Regions from separate parts of the Mus musculus genome. Here all the other regions are linked to region 1. Evidence: chromatin contacts called from public HiChIP or PLAC-seq and promoter capture Hi-C data. All regions are on one chromosome and are shown on one strand. The core of a region is the stretch at or near the end of the contact, and the rest is flanking DNA. Distances in the headings are between cores, read along the strand shown. Region 1 holds the start of Itga8 (integrin alpha 8). Region 2 holds the start of Mrc1 (mannose receptor, C type 1). Region 3 holds the start of St8sia6 (ST8 alpha-N-acetyl-neuraminide alpha-2,8-sialyltransferase 6). Region 4 holds the start of Trdmt1 (tRNA aspartic acid methyltransferase 1).

What was found. Promoter capture Hi-C pulls out the DNA fragments that hold promoters and counts their contacts. HiChIP or PLAC-seq counts read pairs in DNA pulled down with a chosen protein or histone mark. Capture Hi-C pulls out chosen DNA fragments and counts their contacts.
Region 2: a promoter capture Hi-C map of liver shows a contact between it and region 1, with 4 times the contacts expected there. The contact joins the promoter of Mrc1 here to the promoter of Itga8 in region 1. A contact is called at or near these places in 1 of 39 promoter capture datasets (liver) and 2 of 9 other capture datasets (adipose tissue and liver).
Region 3: a promoter capture Hi-C map of adipose tissue shows a contact between it and region 1, with 4 times the contacts expected there. The contact joins the promoter of St8sia6 here to the promoter of Itga8 in region 1. A contact is called at or near these places in 1 of 39 promoter capture datasets (liver) and 1 of 9 other capture datasets (adipose tissue).
Region 4: a contact with region 1 is called in an H3K27ac HiChIP or PLAC-seq map of microglia, with 5 times the contacts expected there. The contact joins the promoter of Trdmt1 here to the promoter of Itga8 in region 1. A contact is called at or near these places in 5 of 39 promoter capture datasets (the 3T3-L1 cell line, hippocampal neurons, liver and 1 more) and 1 of 115 datasets of contacts at active chromatin or transcription factors (microglia).

The regions. Positions count from the first base shown.
Region 1 is chr2:12,300,612-12,303,258 of GRCm38.p6, forward strand. Itga8 (integrin alpha 8) reads right to left here and starts at 1,333. Exons shown (of 30, transcript NM_001001309.3): 1 at 966-1,333; 2 at 227-360. The coding sequence starts at 1,171. E030013I19Rik (RIKEN cDNA E030013I19 gene) reads left to right here and starts at 635. Exons shown (of 2, transcript NR_040353.1): 1 at 635-978.
Region 2 is chr2:14,228,114-14,230,760 of GRCm38.p6, forward strand. Mrc1 (mannose receptor, C type 1) reads left to right here and starts at 1,301. Exons shown (of 30, transcript NM_008625.2): 1 at 1,301-1,460. The coding sequence starts at 1,400.
Region 3 is chr2:13,792,186-13,794,832 of GRCm38.p6, forward strand. It overlaps St8sia6 (ST8 alpha-N-acetyl-neuraminide alpha-2,8-sialyltransferase 6), which reads right to left and starts at 1,335. Exons shown (of 8, transcript NM_145838.1): 1 at 1,159-1,335; 2 at 569-667. The coding sequence starts at 1,259.
Region 4 is chr2:13,543,370-13,546,016 of GRCm38.p6, forward strand. It overlaps Trdmt1 (tRNA aspartic acid methyltransferase 1), which reads right to left and starts at 1,295. Exons shown (of 11, transcript NM_010067.4): 1 at 1,200-1,295. The coding sequence starts at 1,263.

The DNA of each region.
Region 1 (2,647 bases), core at 83-2,582:
AAGTATTAAGCCTGTGCTCCCCTCCCCTCACAGCTGTGGGTTTCTACTGGTCCCAAGCACCTCCTCCCCTAGTGTTCACCTCTGAACAGTAGGGAAACGGATGTTACCAGATGCATCCAAACACTCAGATTTACATTAGGAGGGGGGGAAAGAACACTAAATTGCCGCGAGGAATGGCTCTGGTTCTTTTCAACCAGGGGCCACACTACAGGTTAGCATCACTTACTGGTGGTGTCAAACGGTATCTGCTTGCACTGTGCAGACCTCTCTGAGGGCCAGGGACAGTAGTAGACAGCTCCCCCTTCTACGATATCCGGCTGGCTAGTGTTGGCTTTGGGTGCCCCCACTAAGACACTGGCTCTGCAAAGAGATTGGAGAAAGTCACTCCTCTGGGAACATTTACCCGTGTGCCCAGTCTGTAGAAGCATGCCCACCGGACTGCGGCAGCAGCGGCAGGCACAAACAGGTTTATTGTGGAAAGACTGCCAAACTTGATTTCCTCTTTGGAAGCCTATGAGCACCAGAAACCTGGTTTTGGAAGAGGCTGCTAATGGTTCTGCCTGTCTAGGTGGAGGTAGGTGGAGACTGTGATGGGGAAGGCAGATCCCAACTGTCTGCAACCTAAGGCGCTATGAGATTCCGTAGGAACAGACTGCGCGGTCCTTATTTTAAAACTGACCTGAGTCTGTCCCGCCCCACTCTCTCCTTTGTATAATGCTCTTGTCTTTGAATCCGAACTTATATACCAGTGGAGCATCTCCAATCCCAGATTCATGGGCACATCTATTTAGCATAAGTCAGGAGGAAAGATGTTGGTAGCAGGCAAAGAGCAGAATCCGACCCGGAGTGGGCAGTTGCCTGAAATATCAGACATCCTTTCCTCCTGGCTGCGGAGACCTCTGAGAGACAGAGACAGGACCTGGAATCGCGCGCCACCAAGCCACCAACCCAACCCAGCAACTTACGTGCGCGCATCAGGTATGTAGAAGTCCAGTGAGTAGCCGAAGTAGCTGCCCTCGGGGCCACTGTACACAGTGAGCTTGTCCACATCCAAGTTGAACGCCAGACACGCAGGGGACCACAGCATCCCCAGCGCGGCCGAGACGCAACAGAGACGCGCGAACGGAGGTGCCCGGTTCCCCGGGGGACCACAGTGGGTTCCCGCAGACATCGCCCTCCTTCCCGAACGCTGTTCACCCGGGATCGGGAGCCGTGGAGCCCAGAGGAGAAGGCCTGACGCTCCCCAGAGGCCGGTGTCCCGGGTCGGTGAGCTAGGAGCGTCCACAGTGACAGTCCTCTCGCCCTGTGCGGCCCGCCGACCCCGCTGCTCTGGGCTTGCAGCAGCGGATCCCGCGCTCGACCCTCTCCAGCCCCTGGCTGGGGCCGGCGCGCTCTTCGCGCCCTCTAGCGGCTAGTTCTCAGGCTGCAGGACGGAGCTTGCGGTCTAGGACCGGGCAAGTGCCTGTTGAGCCCGCTAGATTTCGAGTCTCTAGTTTAAGGACCATCTAAATTTTATGGATGTCACCTCAAGTCATTGTTTTGGAGAAGCGGTGTTCCATATGCGGCGAGAATTTAATGATTTCCCAATATTGCGCAGCTCGGATACAAGCATACAAAAGAGTATACCAACTCCAGAAAAGAGTGGTTATATGGCTGTCACCTCTACCTTTGAGGGTAAATCAGTTTCTTCCTCAGTAAATGGGATTTGATAATGGAATGTAAGAACCCTCTTCCTCTCCTATTCCGCTGACATACTAATACAAAAATCCTGTAGGTTTTCTCAGTCTTTCTCAAGGGCATCTCTGGCACATTGTATGATTTGGTATAAACCTCTATCCTATGAGGTTGTGATGAAGGACTGCAAAGTCAGAAATGCTGCAGTTAACAGTTTTCAAAAGCAGGGCTTGGGAGTGAAAGTTTGAGACAACAGGATCTCTTCCTCACCAGTACTAGTTGTTGATCTTTCGAGGAGCCCGAAGGTGAAGGGAGCAGACTAGAACTGTGTGTATAAATGGTTTTTTATAAATACAAACTTTTCAGGACATAGATTGGTGATAAAAAAAACAACATGACTCTGAGGTCACACAGAATTTAAGTGTAGGCAAAGAAGTGTGGGACATGGTGACACATACCTGAAATCCCAACACTGTTTTGTTTGGGGGCAGGGGCTGTAATAAGAGGATCTTTTGTTGGACAGCCTGGGCTAACCTAACAAGTTCAAGACTAGCCTGAGAAGGCTGTGTTAAATATATATATATATATATATATATATATATATATATATATATATACACACACACACGTGTGTGTGTGTGTGAGAGAGAGACAGAGACAGAGACAGAGACAGAGAGACAGAGAGAGAGACAGAGAAGGGGCAAGCTGTTTCTGGGTAATTTCAGGAAAGTTGGAAACAAATTTAGATGTAGACAAGAATTTGAATAGGAGACTTAGATTTGGACCTCCCGGAAGCAGATGAGGGAAACACTGAAGGCACTAATCTCCTAGCATTAGATGACCATGTACAAGATCGTAGTGAAAAGGAGTATCCAAGGAGTGGTCTGAAATAGGGCTGGATGGATCCTGAGACCAGGGATCCAGGCAAAAGTAGCCAAAGCAGAAATATGATAGGCACCAGAGATTCAAATGT
Region 2 (2,647 bases), core at 51-2,550, 1.9 Mb after region 1:
GGAACCAAGAATTCAAGGCCAGCCTGCGCTACAAACGCAAGACTGTTTCGGTGTTCCTGTGATAAGTCAGTTACGCAGTGATTGAAAAGGAAACGTTTGCAGCCTCTCACCAGTTGTGGGAGAATTTTCTTTGTCAGTTAAGCCTTGATAGAATGAAAAAGAACGGTGGGTCCCTTCTCAGAATCTTCCTAATTTAGGCTTTTTAAAAAGAAAATTCTTGAGAGAAACCACAGCTTATTGGGAAATGAGTGTGTACCTGCCTCAGCGTGGATGGGTCTGAACAGCTTTTCACTTGAAGGTAAACCATCTGTTTACAACTTCTAAGTCGCCAGTGTTTCCAGAGCTTCTTTTTGAAACGATGACATTTCCCACGCTCCAGTTTCAGGTCTTCCCTGACTAACCACAAATATCCATTTCTAAATATTCTTAATTCTTGTTGAACGTCTGGAAAAAAAAAATCAGTGTTTAGGTGGGTTGTGTGGTGCTTTGTGAACGACCCTGCAAAATCATGAAGACGAAACCCCACTGTCATCGAATCAACAAGCAACTTTTGGACTCAAGCCAGGCTTTCTTTTGCAAGAGAGAGAGAGAGGTCTTCCCTTTTTCAAACTCTGAGGACTGTAATGGTTGAGGCCTGGCAGCGAACCGACAACAAAGCTATTGCCACTATTTCCTCTGGCTTTCTAAGGAAAGCTGCTAGAACTTTCTATCCCTGGGCTTCATTGAGGTTGTCTTAAAATTAACTTCTGTCATTTTCCTTCTAGAGACAGGGGCAAAACTCTACGTGAACCATACCTTTGATCCTTTCCAAGGAGTGTGTGTGTGTGTGTGTGTGTGTGTGTGTGTGTGTGTGTGTGTGTGTGTTGGTGCTCGGGCTCTAAGCCTGAGCAGGAAGAGCTTCTGATGCTTTCCAGCGAGTGTCCTCCCTTTCTGACTGTAGAATTGTGGGTGAGAGCCTCCACAGCTGCCTCCTGGAGACTTTTTCCCACCCAGATAATGGCCTCCGTTTGGTTACTGCCCAGCACCTGTGGAGAGCTCAGCAGGGCTGCCTCTCCCTGCTGCTCATGGCCTGGGTCCTCACTTCTCCCCACTTCCTGCGTTTTCTCCTCTCCTACACATGTTCCTCTCTCCCCTTCCTCCTGTGCCTTAGCTTACGAAGCAAAGTTGTAACTTTGAATTCCTGTTTTTCTAACCGCCCCCATGTGACAGGATATCTCTCAATTGGAGGGTTTTCCTAAATTCAGGAGTCCTTTAAAAGGGACAGCTTCCTCTGTCCTCCTTTTCAGTCAGGCAGCTCCCAGACCTTGGACTGAGCAAAGGGGCAACCTGGGGACCTGGTTGTATTCTTTGCCTTTCCCAGTCTCCCTCTTCTCCCTCATTGGAAGATCCACTCTGGGCCATGAGGCTTCTCCTGCTTCTGGCTTTTATCTCTGTCATCCCTGTCTCTGTTCAGCTATTGGGTAAGTCTGTTTTGAGGTGGGGGCTTTGCATACCATTTTGTTTGAAGTTTATGCTAAAAGTCCTGTGTACATCTGGAAGAGGAATTGAGCGATCTGTGTTTTTACCTGACCTTCATCAAGCTTGCACTTGGCTTTGACCTGAACACACCAGGGTGGGAGTTGAGCTAGAGTCAGGCGATGCTGTTGCTCTCTGTTGTTAGATGTTGTCCAAGATGAAGCCCCCCAGCACCTCCGTCCTCCTGAGGACATCATGTCTGGGTATTTCTACCTGGTTTGTGCAATGCCTTCTTGTTTTGTTGCTTGCCCTAGTTCTAGTTTCCAGTTTATGCCGTTGCTATCCTACTCCCAATAGATAGCGCTGAGTATCTCGGGTGGGGAAAGAGGAACTTGCAGCCCCTCGTCCTAGATGCAAATTGATAAGGAGAGGACGCGGGGATTCTCACACTCGACTTTTCCCGTGAGCCGTTTCATTCATAATTTCTATTGCTAGAAAGTCCGCCCTTTTCTGCTTCCAGAATTGTTCATATTGTCTCACAGGTGGATGTGTTCGATGCTGAAGTCTGAAAGTGGTTGATATGTCCGTAGGAACAGATCAGGGCTCTTTAGATGCGCAAGGGCATTGCTGAGTCAGCGTTTCTCTGGATTCTTAAGCACCAGTATGGAAGGGACTGGGAGAGTTTGCACTCCCAGGTCTATTTCGAGACTATTTTGGCTTTTCAACACCCTTCACTTCCATCAGACAACTAAAGCCTGCTGGACACAGTTCGTACCCTTGGTCTTAGCCGAAGTCCTGTGGTGACGCTGATGCCAGGAAATTCTCTAGGGAACTGTATGATAAAGATTTTCTCAGTTTTCTTAGGAATGTTTCCCTCCTTGAGACAGCAGGATGCCTCCCTAATGCCGTTCTCTTCGTGACTACAAATACTGGGACAGAGTGTGAGGTCTTGTGGGTCACTTGGTGGACCCAGTTACAGGGACACAAAATGTGAGGTCTTTCAGCTCTCTCTAGAGAGTAAAAGGCGAATATAAATGGGCACAGGAGAGTCCCTTCCAGATCCAGATGTCTTTGTGTTACTTGAGAACCTGTGATTTCTCAGCTCCTCACTGGGGGTTGGATTCTAGACTTGTAATCTGTGGTAGATCCACACCCTCAGACTCTTTTTACCATTTATTTATTTCAAAACAAT
Region 3 (2,647 bases), core at 85-2,584, 1.5 Mb after region 1:
ACCTGGGTCTGGGCTCTGAGTTAATATTAAATTCTCTTATGTATTTCCCCTATGGCTTTCTATATTAAGTTGTGTTATTTCTATAATCAGAATAATAGATATCCAATAATTACTGTACATTAATACACACCCACAGTAAGGAAGAAATGTAAGTTCTTTTTCATCCAGGACAAACACACTGAAGAATTGTATTCCTTCGATCTCAACACAGATGCACTTTAAAGAACAGAAAACAAAACCCACAAACCAAATCTCTCAGTAAAGATAGACAAGTGCCTTCTCTGGGGTTTTCCACACACCTTTATCTACAGAATTCAGTACCCATCTTTGAAAGTGTAGCCGATATGGAGAGATGTGTTTTTAAAGGTTGATGTGCGTAGTCTCTCTCTCTCTCTCTCTCTCTCTCTCTCTCTCTCTCTCTCTCTCTCTCTCTCTCTCTCTCTCTCTCTCTGTCAAAGACAGACAGAGACAGACAGACAGAGATATCCAGGCAAAACGCTCAAGTGAGTTCCACGGGTCTCGCAGTCTTGCCCAGACCTTGTCCATCTGTCCCTAGTGGCCTTAGTACCTGTTCCTGGTGCGTGGTACCGGGGTTGTCGGGCTCCAGAGTGTCTTCAGTGCAGCTGAGGTACCACTGGTGTCCTCTCTGCTTCCCTCCATCAACAGCCTGCACAGCCAGGGAGAAAACTAAGTTATTACACCGCGTTGGAAGCCAGTGTGGCTGGCAGACTGGGCACTGCACTCCAGACGTAATCAGAGCATCTTTGTGCACCCCAGCTCCCGGGATGGGTCCCTAATCTTGAAGTTAGACAGGAAAAATCCCATAGGACAAAACCAGGAGTAGAATGGGGGAGTCCTGGAGCCTGGCGGGAAACCTCTTCAGGAGGTTCCGCTCTGCAGCTCCCTCGCCCACAGAGGCACTATCCGGAGCCCTCCCAACCCCGACGTGTCCCTTTCCACTTCAAACCAAGACATCCGGCCAAGCGTCGCCTCTCCGCGACCCCTGATCTCCACCCTACCCTCAAGGAGCTGCTTAGTCAAAAGTCTAAAGTGGTCAGTCACCCGGATCTTTCCGGGCGTCCCCTGGAAGCAACACCCAGAGCACAGCGTGGGCGCACCGGACCTTTCAGGTGGGGCGAGTTGAGGCCGGGGAATTACCTGGAGCGGGCAGGCGCGTCGGCTGGGCACCAGAGCATACGCAGGAGGAGCAGCAGCATCAGGCTGCCTATGAGGGCGAACAGCGTGCCCCCCGATCTCATCCTGAGCCACGGGCGTCCTCGCCGCCAAAGCTGCCGGGGCGAAGCGCAGCCCGGGCGGCACCGACTCGCCGCTCCGGTCACCGCCTTCGCCGCCGCCGCCACCGCGGCCGCTGCCACGCACACCCCCAGCGTTCAAAGGCGGTGGCGCGGGCCCGCACTCTGGGGGCTGCCCAGAGCCCAGCCTGCAACAGTGTTGCTGGGCACCGAGCCGAAGAAGCCGCGTTCGGGCTCGCTCGCTTCTTCCAAGCCAGCCCCGGCCGCCGAAGCTGGCGAAGCTGGCGGACAGCTAGCGGATGACGATTCTCCAAGCTCGTCGCTTGTCCTCCCGGAGGCGCTCGGAGCCGCTGCGGGCTCTGGTCGCTGCAGCCGCCGCTGCCTCTGCCTACTGCTGCCGCCGCCGCCACGCGGGGTCACCTGAAGGTTGGGGTATGAGCGCTCAACTCCGCGCTGATTGGGCTCCAACTTTTCAGCTGCTCTCACCTTCGCCCGAGTGCGCGCTTGGCCCCAAGTGACCCACCCAATCACATTGCGACTCTGCTATGTAGCTGAGGCCCTGAGCTAGAACCTGGAGGACTGAAGAGAAGAGCAGAAAGGACCCACTTCAAAAAGTTTGCAAACTGGGTTGCTCAGTTGGATCCTCCCACGTGCCTGAAAGCTGCCAGGAACTTGGTAACGTTTGAGTAGACTGGCATTGCATGGCACCTTCCCACGACGTTCCGTGGACAGTTGACACCAAATTACCAAGAGATCTTCAAGGGCAATTTGTCCACCCACCTTTGACCAGAGTCATCTCTGCTTGCTTTAAAACAACTGTTTTATTGGACATCTTTGTGTCCAGTAATTTGTATTATTGATGAGCATGCGATTGTGTGACAGATTGACTGCTTATAAGGGCAGAATTGAGTAGTGGTGACTGCGAGTCTATAGCTCTCAAAACCTGAAGTGTTTACCATTGTTTACCAAATGTTTTTCAGAAAAACAGATTTGCCTACTGCCAATGGAGGTGATCTCTGGATTTTAAATTCTTGCCTAATCCAGAACCTAATTGGAATTATAACGAACACGAGAATTTCACCAATAAGAGAAAAATGCACCAACCAATCATAGGCAGCTAACTCATCACACCACGCAAAGTCAGTTACCTACATGTAGCCAATCAGGTGATCCCTCTACTAAGACTTTGTGCCCGCCCACCAAAAGCTTGCTGCCCACTGATAGGCAGATATCCCCTCTTCTGTTTCCCAGTGCTGCCTAATTCACGAGTCCTTCTTTGTTCAAGTAAATGGTTGACATTTATTTGTCTCAAATATTTCTTTTCTCGTAGCTATAGGTCGACATCCAGTTTCTGTGTTGAAACTCTATCCTCCAACTGTGATTTGATCCTCAAC
Region 4 (2,647 bases), core at 45-2,544, 1.2 Mb after region 1:
GGTAAAGCCAGCTGTCACTGTTATTAATCTTTATTAGCTGCATAAATAAAGAAAAACACCAGGATGTACTACTTCCTTACAGATAAATTTAAAACCAAAGTTTATCTAACATACAAACACTAAAAAAGATTAATAATTAAATATTAATTGTTATTAATTAATATGATTAAGACCTCTTCTATAAGCAAACCTCAAACCGAAGATGTAGGGAGCTTTCGGTAACCAGAAAGTTACTTTGGATAACAGGGAAAGTATTTCTTAACAGGTCATATATTAACTAACATAAGGCAGGTTAAAAAAAAAAAAAAAGCTATCGTAGAAAAGTTTGAATTTGCAATCTCTGAGAGGCAACAGAAGCAAAAGTAAAAGTAAAGGCTAGAACTTAGGGACTTTCAAGAGTGAAGGAATACAAAAATCTTGCTCCACTTAGCTTCTTGTTACTCTAGTTAATAAAAAGAGAAGCAAAGTTTCCTTTTTGCATTTGTCTTAGTCTTAGCAACTTCAGGACAGACGTGCTTGCACATGTGCACAGACACACACACACACACACAAACACGCGCCCGCACACCCACTGTCACTTCATATCCCAAGTGCCTAAAATACAGTACTGGTCAATGGAGTTCACCAAGTAAATATTTCTGAGTTATCACAAAAGTGGGTAGAGACCAAAGAAATTACGAAGCTTCCAAACCTAAGTGACAGCAAACTAATTTCTAAGCTGCTACAGTGTGTCAAGCACATTACTGTTTTTAATTCTCCCCCTTCACACTAATACTTGTACATTTCTATCTTGAACTGCAGTTATCCCCCTGCTCCAACCCACCCCCGCCCGCTTTCGTGACTTCCTCCAAGCCCAGTGACAGCCAGTCTAGAATTTGGATCTTGGCTTTGGGCAAAGGGCTCGCCCTTGCCTTAACTTTGTCTGAAGCAACTTAGGTTCATTTGGCTGCACACGAATGCAGCCTCACAAACAGTACCATGGGGAGCCGGCCTGCTTAGGCTCCAAGGATTGGGGCCAGAGTAGGGGAGTCTCAGCCTGGAGGGGCGGACCAGGGAGGCTCACTAAAGTGGTTTCCAGGGCAACCGAGGTCGACCGCACCAGGTCCCGCCCCACCGCCCCGCCGCCCCGCCCCTCCGCGGCGCGAGAGCCGGAACCTGCGGCCCCAAGTGAATCCAAGAGAAGCTGTCTGTCCGCTCACCTCGCAGCGCGTGGTGCATGCCACCAATGCCACTGTACAGCTCCAGGACACGCAGAGGTTCCATCCTCTCGCAACCGCGACCGCGGCCTGGAAACTAGGCCTACCGGTTCTCTGCGTCTCTTACTCCCCCATGTCCGCTCCGTTCCCTTCGCTTCTGGTTCCGCGGCTTTTCAGTTCCCCCAACCCCCTGTTCCTCTAGCTGCAGATTAAGATCACAGTTTGGAGCCCGGGGGCTAGCAGGGCTAGGAAGGGGACAAAGGACAGACAAACTATTAATAAGGCCTCCCAAGTGAGAGACTGCCGCTCCTTAGCCTGATTTGTGCTTTTTCCTCCTTGTTTTGTGTTTTCTGAGGCCTTGAGTAGAGAGCTGAAACCACCCTTGGCTTTGAAGTAAATTACTGATTAGAACACAGTCTTTTTGTTTGTTTGGTTTTGGTTTTTTTGTTTGTTTGTTTTTAACTGCAGGTTCCTTTTGTTCTTTTAAAGTCTGACCTGATCAAGCAATTCTTTGAGGAATCTTGGGCACATATCTATATGCTCTCTGGTGTGCCTGTGCGAGAGTAAGAAGTTAAGTCCTACCAGGCTCTTTCCTAAAGAAAGCTCCAGAATTACAAGTACTTAAAGCCGATCCCTCTGAGCCCATTCATAATAGGGAGGATGCCTGCTATAAATGAAAATAGGACTCATCCTATTTACCCCGACACATGCTGTTTCTTTTTATTGAAAACAGATTTTCTTCTTCACATAATATATCCTGATTGCAATTCCTCCTCCTTTACTGAAGTACCCCTAGCTCCTCCCCACCCCATCAAGATCCACCCAGTTTCTGTCTCTCATTAGAAAACAAATGGGCTTCTATAACAATGAAATAAAACAAGACAACAAAAACTAACACATCGGTATTGAGCAAAGCAAACGGGGGGGGGGGGGCGGGGGGGGGCGACGGGAGACAAGAAAAGGCCCAAGAAATGGAAAACCCATTTGCACACTCATAAAAACACTTAACTGGAAACCATAATAATAAATGCAAAGAGCAGTAGGGTAAAAAGAGAGAAGAAAATATATAAATAAAATAAAATAAAATAAAATAAAATAAAATAAAATAAAATAAAACATAAGTTAAAAATTGAAGGAGGAGGAGCCCTGGCACAACATTATAAGACAAAGACTCTCCAATGATGCTATTGAGTTCATTTCCTGTTGGCCATCAACTGCTGGGCCCACGGCCTACTCTTAAGAGTAGTTTGTTTCCCCAGTGAGATTCCCTTGGAGGAAAACAAATCTTCATTTGCAGGAGGTTATCAACCAGATATTGTTCTGAATTAGGGATGGGATGTGCCCAGTTCTCCTTGCAGCTCTAGGGCCCCACACGGTGCAGGCCTGTGCATGCTGCCTCAGTCTTTTTGAGTTCAATATGTGTTGATCACATTGATTTAAAGGGCCTTCGT